2 separate regions of the Rattus norvegicus genome follow, and region 2 is linked to region 1. A link is a contact called in public Hi-C data. All regions are on one chromosome and are shown on one strand. The core of a region is the stretch at or near the end of the contact, and the rest is flanking DNA. Distances in the headings are between cores, read along the strand shown. Region 1 overlaps LOC102549394 (a long non-coding RNA gene). Region 2 holds the start of Plxna2 (plexin A2).

The links. A called contact is a pair of places that touch in the nucleus more often than the background predicts.
Region 2: a Hi-C map of frontal cortex shows a contact between it and region 1, with 2.0 times the contacts expected there. The contact joins the promoter of Plxna2 here to the enhancer-like site in region 1. A contact is called at or near these places in 2 of 12 Hi-C or Micro-C datasets (Schwann cells and frontal cortex).

What each region holds. Positions count from the first base shown.
Region 1 is chr13:107,754,401-107,757,973 of GRCr8, reverse strand. All of the region lies in intron 2 of LOC102549394 (a long non-coding RNA gene), which reads right to left. Among named protein-coding and RNA genes, the nearest start is that of Mir205, 190 kb to the right of the region's middle. Within about 2 kb of position 1,578, at least 2 of the 93 cell types and tissues checked have an H3K27ac peak or open chromatin away from gene starts, as enhancers often do.
Region 2 is chr13:108,689,997-108,693,569 of GRCr8, reverse strand. Plxna2 (plexin A2) reads right to left here and starts at 2,040. Exons shown (of 32, transcript NM_001105988.2): 1 at 1,470-2,040.

The sequences.
Region 1 (3,573 bases), core at 329-2,828:
TCTGTCACCTTATCACCAACCTGTCCTCCGGCAACCAGTGGCCATAAGGGCAATTTCAGGATCCACTTCCCTGCTCTGGCTGAAAGTCTATGATCCTTGCAGAGACCTCAGATCTGTCCTTGAAGTATGTCTGGAGTGGAGGATGCAAGGGTGACAGGTGAGTGTTCTAAGAGCACTGAGCACAGGCTACAGAAAAAAAATGCACATGCCCTGACCATGGATGACAGCGTCACAGATGAGGACGTCTTACAAGAGGCTGAAGAAGGCAAAGGAGCTCTGCAGAGTCCAGGGCAGACAGAGCACGTTCAGATGCACTGTGCGTCAAAGACAGAGCTGGTGATGGCACTGACCGTTCCTGATTCATAATGGAAGGGAGACTCTGGAGGGTAGGCAGGGGGGTCTTGCTGTCACTGTTTTCTTTCTTAACCAGCCTTACCTTTTGATCTCAAGTCATTGTGACTTCTGGGACCTTTGGTTGAAGGAGAAAGGGTTCAAGGGCACTTATTCTAGAAGCAGAAAAGCCTCTCAGAACACTGAAGTGAGAGTTAAACCAAGGGTTAGAACAACCTAAAGCCGAGAGTTAAAGCAAGGGTCAGAACAGCTAGAAGCTGGAACTTGTCCAGTGTCAGAGACTTGGGAGCCACAGCACTGACTGTTCTGATTTAGATGCAGTTTTCATCCTCTCTCCCTCCCTCCCTCCCTCTGTTCCTCCCCTCTCCCTCTTTCTTATTTTCTCACTGAGCCCTGGTGTGTATGTTGAAGACTTTCTCCTCTGCTCTTCTCATCTATAATCTGTGAAACATGGTCACCAAAACTCTCTGACTATCCAGGAACCCAATTTCAGTGACAAAATGCCTGGCAGAAACCTTTGGATGAACAGCAGTTCCATGCTGTGTCCACTCTGGAACATTCTACTGCGGCCATGGGACTGTACAATACTGGAACCAGCTTGGATCAGATTTGTTAGAGGGATGTTTTTAACATGACTACTTTCCTGCAGTCTGCACATAAATGGCCAGCACCCATCAGGCAACATATGGTAGAGAGTAGGCAGTCCTATGCCTGGCCCCTCTTCCCTGGCCCCAATTCATGATGATAGAAAGACATTTACAGCTCTGAAGGTACAAGGACATGTTGTGATGTCATGTGATCCCAAGAGAAAGGCAAGATTCTGCACAGCATCTAATAACTTCAGTGTCAGAAAGTGTTTTCTGGTGTCTGACCTGCTGTAGTCTAAACTCCCTTTAGAGAACTTGAAGTATTCTCATGATCACAGATCCAAAGACTGCTACTAACCATTCCTAAAATGTGTCCCCTTTAATCAAGCCCCGAAAAAAAGACACCTTTGTAGCAACTACTCTGGTGGTTCTAAGGGGACCAAAACCAAGTTTATATGAACAGGAGTTTGATACTAAGAACCCAGGAAGACAAGCAAGGAGAGAGCGATCCCATACCAGCATCAGAGCTCAGGGACAGTGAGGTGACTACTTCTGAACTCTCAACCCTGGCACAGGAGCGGAAGATCACACATCCTCCCTGTCCCAGTCCCAGTGTGCTAGATAGAGGGCTTGGGCAGGGCTGAGATGTCCCTCCCTCAGCTATATTCTGCCTCCTCCAGCTACCCTCATTTCTCTAGGCTGGGAATAGAATCCACAGTAGAACAGCTATCCATGGAACTGCCTGCCTTCCATTTAGGGCTGTGTGAGGCTGCAGGAGAATAGCCACATTACAACCTTGCTCCTCCCACCCATTTACTTTGCACTGGTTGGTGAATTAGTGTCTGACCCATGATGGTTCCAGAACTATAGCTCCTGGAAATGGGACCCTAGAGCTCACTCAGTACCTTGGATGAAATCCAGGGCTGTGCTTGGCCCTGAGGAAACTTGGGCTCCAAGGTACATTGCCCTCTAGGGTGGACAACATGAACACATGGCATATACCAGAGCACCATAAGTGCAAAACACAGAATGGGAAAAACAAACATCCCAGGAACTTGACAGCAGGTCTAGAACCTGCAGTGGCAGCTCAAACAGGGGTGTCAGCTACAAGTGTTAAAGACCCAGGTGGGAAAAGAATGGTCCTAGATGTCTGTGAGGGGATAAAAGGGCACAAAAATAGCATGTTTGTTCTGTCTTGGACCCACACAGGTCAAGGAAGCACAAGTCACACACACACACACACACACACACACACACACACACACACATACACACAAACACAGACACACACAGAGATAAACAGGTACGTATGCACACACACATGCACACAGACATACAGACACACGCACACACCCACACACACAGGTTCACCCCACTCAGTCACACACACACAAATACACACAAGCACAGACACACACAGAAACATACACATACGTATATATACATACACAAACACATACACACAGACACAGACACACACACACACACACACACACACACACACACACACACACACACCACCTGCAACCTCTACCTCCCAGCCAAGTTACAAACAATACACAGCCTTGGCTGGGTTCTGCTGCTTTTCCTTTCTGCACGAACAGTCCTGAGTTTGAAGCCCAGCTGGTGAGCTCTGTGTGCCCTCTTGCGATTGCTCCTGGGAGTGCAGTCCTTGGGAGCAGCTGGCCACCACATCCAAATGGACTGTGCGTAGTTAAGCTGTCAGGTCTAATGTATTTATTTGACTCTCCGCTGTTAAAATGATTTCTCTACAGCACTGCGGTTATTTACGACTATTGTCAGTACAAGACGATGAGAAGGCAGCAGAACAAAACAACAGAAGTGAAGAGAGGGTCTGCCTGCAAGGCTGAGAGCCATCCTTTGGACACTGCTGGGTTTATTTACTCAGTCTCCAGCGAGTAGCTCATCCACAACAAAGAGCCACAGTCTCTATCCATCCTATAGGAGAATCATGAGCCGCTGGCTCTGTGTGGACACTCCCGGCCACTGCACATGTCTACAGAGGACTCTTGAGTAGACCTTTAAGTTTGTCTCTTGTTCGGTGCAGGTGATTTTGAAATAAGAGAGTCAGGGACAAAGATACCCTGTGGTGTATCTTTCTTTCTTTGTATGCCCCTGGTTCTCAAAAATGTTGTTCTGGGGTGCAAGATCACATCAATTGAAACGTGTTTAAAATGTAAGTTTCCCCCAGCACTGGACCTAACACATGGGAATTTCTGGAAGGAGGGAGCCCAGTGCTCAGTACTTTAACAAGTCCTCCAAGAGAGTCTGATGCTGCTCCTCCAGAGAGTCAGGCTCCAGAGTACACCGTGAAGAGAAAGGTTTCCAGAGGGAAATCTGGTGGCCCCTACCTCATCCTCTGCTCCTTTCTCTTTTGATAGTCTCCTAGAAACCAACTGTGTCCCAACCAACCCTGGGGCTGTCTTGGGAAAACGTCTTTTCCAACCTTATGATCCTAAATCAGATGTGACCTGAGCATGACAGGGTGGTGGTAGGGAGTTGGGGGCAGGAAAGGGCATCCCTGCAGTGAGTGAAACAATGCACTGTCTGTCAGGGCGACAATGGTGGGCTTGGGGATTATCAAGGAAGGACCAAGTGACTTCAGACAGGGAGG
Region 2 (3,573 bases), core at 791-3,290, 940 kb before region 1:
CCAGCAGAGATCACAGGTAATTACTTCCAATGATGCTCTGTGGGGAGAAGAGAAGTTAATGAATTCTTCTATCTTCCTGCCTGGAGATCAGAGGATGGAGGGCTGCTAGCAACTCTAGGAGTTTTCCAGGGTGATTGCACAGAAAGTTGTGCATTTCAATTAGGAACAGCTGAATTCCTCCAGCCAGGGCTAAGCTCTTCTGGGGACTGGTTCTCACTGGAAGGCCCCAACATTCAGAGCTGGCCCAGAGGGAAGAATGAAGTTTCAAGATCTGGAAAGAGACTCAGTATGACAGGCCTGCTATTGTGTGGAATCACAGAGAGCTGAACCTGACTCCAGGTCTGTTGAAAGCAGCCATCTCAGCATTGCCTGCAGTCCAGCTCTGAAACTCAACTGTACAGACCTGGTCCACTGAAAGAATGGTTGTGTCTCAAATTGTCTAATTCTCCACAGATGGGCCTTCAGACATCTGGTAGCCTCACTCCCCAAAGTCATTTACCTCTGTCTGTTGTGCGTATGAGTTAAGCTGTCTACGATCTTGGTTCTCCACAGAGCTGAACATTCTTGCTCTAGACAACTACTGGCTCTCCTTTCCAGACAGCAGTGACTGACCTGCTCTCCCAAGTTTCCCCCAGCTTATTCTTCTGCCTGTCTCTACATGAGCTGTTTGAAGAGGTAGCTCCTCCCAGGGCAAGGGTCATGTTAAACAGGTGGACATTTTTGAGGGCCCTAGGAATGACATTTTCAGCTTTTGACATATAGATCAAGATGAGCATTTAAGAAGACTAGTCATGAGTAAGAGAAACTGGAATTTTCTAAGATCCTATCACTTCGTGAGGTAGGGCAAAAAAGAGTTCACGGAGGAAATGAGCTTTAAGGAGCCCCTTGGACTCTGGACAAACTCCCACTTCAACCAGCACCACTGTTGCTCAAACCAAGGGGGCCGGCCCCAGCTGGGCACTATGCCATGGGGGATGGGGACAGAAACACTTAACCACAGTGCTTTCAAACCGTTCTCACAGCTTCCCGGAACGCGCGCAAAGGATGCCCTCTTCCCAATTCGATTCCCGTCTGCTGAAACACTGGAAGGGTCAGTGGCCACCCGGGACTACACTGCCTGGTGAACGCCCCCAAAACGGCCTCCGGCCATAGTCACCCCAGGCTATCTCTCAAGTGCCACTAAGGCCCTCTCTGGACTCCAACCCTGGGACGACCTCCCCTCCCAGGCGCTCCCTAGAGCTGCAGACAGCCGGCAGGTGCGCGTTACAAGCGCACCACGGAGCGCCGGAACCACCAGAGCCGCCGGAATCTATGGCCCGGAAGCCTGGACAGTGGCGGATCACGCGCGGAGACTCGCCGCCACAACCAAGCCGGGGCCGGGGCCGGGACCCCAAGGGGACCTGGGGTGGCTGCGCTGGAGGAACCGCCGCGGGAGCGCGCTCAGGGAAAGGGCGGAGGGCGCCGCTTACCCAGCTCGGCGCTGTCTGTCTGTCCCTGCGTCGCCGCTTCGTCCGCTCGTCTGGCGATTGCCCAGGGCAGCGTGCGCCCAGTCCTGCCTGACCCGAGTCACAGGAACAGCCTGGTCCACATGGAACCCAGGGTCATTAAAATCCTCGGCCCGCGCCGGCTGCTTGCCTGTATTCCTGGGGTAGCCCCGGATTGGGTCTTCGCGTATTCGTCCTGGTCGCCTGCGCGCAGGGACCTGGTTGCGAAGGGGCGTGGGGTCCCGCAGGGTCTCTCCGGGGCGGCTCAAAGCCGGGTGTCTTCAGGTTTCTCCGGCACGACTTTCCGGGCTGCTCTGACATCAGCGATCCTGCGCTTCCTTCCCCTCTGTTCCTGGCCCGCTCGGCCCTATTTCCTCCGGGAACCGCTGCCAGCTCTGTCTGCGACCGGGCCCGTAAGCTCCCCGCGGCTCCGCGGCTCACGGGTCCACCAGATCTGATCGCTCGTCTTCAGCTGAAGGATCCCGGCAGCTGCTCCCGCCGCCCCCGCTTGGCTCTGCGCGGACAGTGCTGCGCGCAGCGCGACTCAGCTCGGCTCCGGTGGCGGCGCCCTCAGCCGGCCTCCTATATTACCGCTCAGCTCATTATCATAGAGGCCGTGTTAACCCCCTCCCCGCCCACGCGCCCCGCCCCCGCAGAATGAATACCCTAGCCTGTCCACCCGAGAACCCGGCAGAGCTACCGCTCTGCAGGCGTTCTCCACTCTCGGCTTGGACCAGCAGACACGGTCAATAGTCAAGGTACCAGAAAGGTGGTACCAAGGGTCTAGGGAAGCAGGTCTCTCTCAGGGCCTGGTGAGCTAGCTGGCTCCGCTTCAGGAGGGGCTCAGAGTGATGAGAGAGCACTCCATCCCCTCGTGTGTCATCACCTGTCACAGAGCACAGCCTTCCCTCCTTCCTCTTCACCTGTGAGCTAGGGGTGAGTGCAGAGGAACCTGTATTGCTGGTGGGCTTAAGATAGGGTGTCAGATTTCGGAACAGAGAATTTCTCCACCCTATAAATTCCAGAAATCCAGCGAGCTGCCAAAAGAGGTTTGAAGTTGTTGATAATTATTATCTCTACATTTTGAAGAGGAGCCTGGCTTTGCATCTCCGGTTTCCTGTTCCACTGAGAACATAGAGCTGGGCCTGACTCGGGTGGGTGCAGTGGGAACCAGAGGATCAGGAGCGTTTGCCTTATCCAGACCTGCGAGCCCACCTCATACTGGAGGCGGAGGGTAATGGCTAGAAGGTTAAGACAACTTTAATAACCCCAGAAAAGAGAATTTTCAGTCCTGGTTGCTTCGGTGCGCTCACTGATCTTGATTCCTTGGCTAATAGTCTCTGTATCTGCAGTCTCTGCTCCGGTTTTCCTATGAGGACCTGTGCAAGCCATACCCCTGCAAGGTCTCAGGGTCTTCAAATTCCCTGATGGAGACTGAACATACTGAGTTTACTCAACACGTCAAAGTATCTGACAAACGTCCCCTACTGCCCTCTCGTGGCCACACTCTTCATCGGTATAAAAAGAAAAAGGGATGTGGGTTGTGCCTGTGAAAGCATAAAAACAGTTGCCTGAATTCTCAGTGTGTGGGTTGGGGGGCGTAAGGAGGGGGAGAGAATGAATATTACTTTCATCGACTATATTTGAGACACGGGGTTTTGGAATGTAGGTTTTACTTCTTTTTCTTTCTTTTGTTTTTTTCGTTTTTTGTTTTTGTTTGTTTGTTTTCTTTATTATGTATCTCTGGCTGTCCTGGAACTCTCTACTATAGACCATAGTGGCCACTACCTCACAAAGATCTGCTTTGCCTCTCTGCCTCCCAAGTGCTGGACTCAAAGGTTTATGCCACGACACTGGCCCAATTAGCTATTCTTAAAAACAAAACCTGGTTAGATCATTTAAAAGCTCTTCAATTAATCAATTCATTAATTGCCTAAAATTTGTTTCCAGTAAGTTTCACTAGCTGTTGCCAATTTTGTCCTTTGGAGCCACAAAGAGTCTGAATTCCATGATGCACACCTATCTTATCCTTTGAATTTATGTAGCATTTATTTTTGATAAAACACCAGGTGATTCTCACATTTATTTT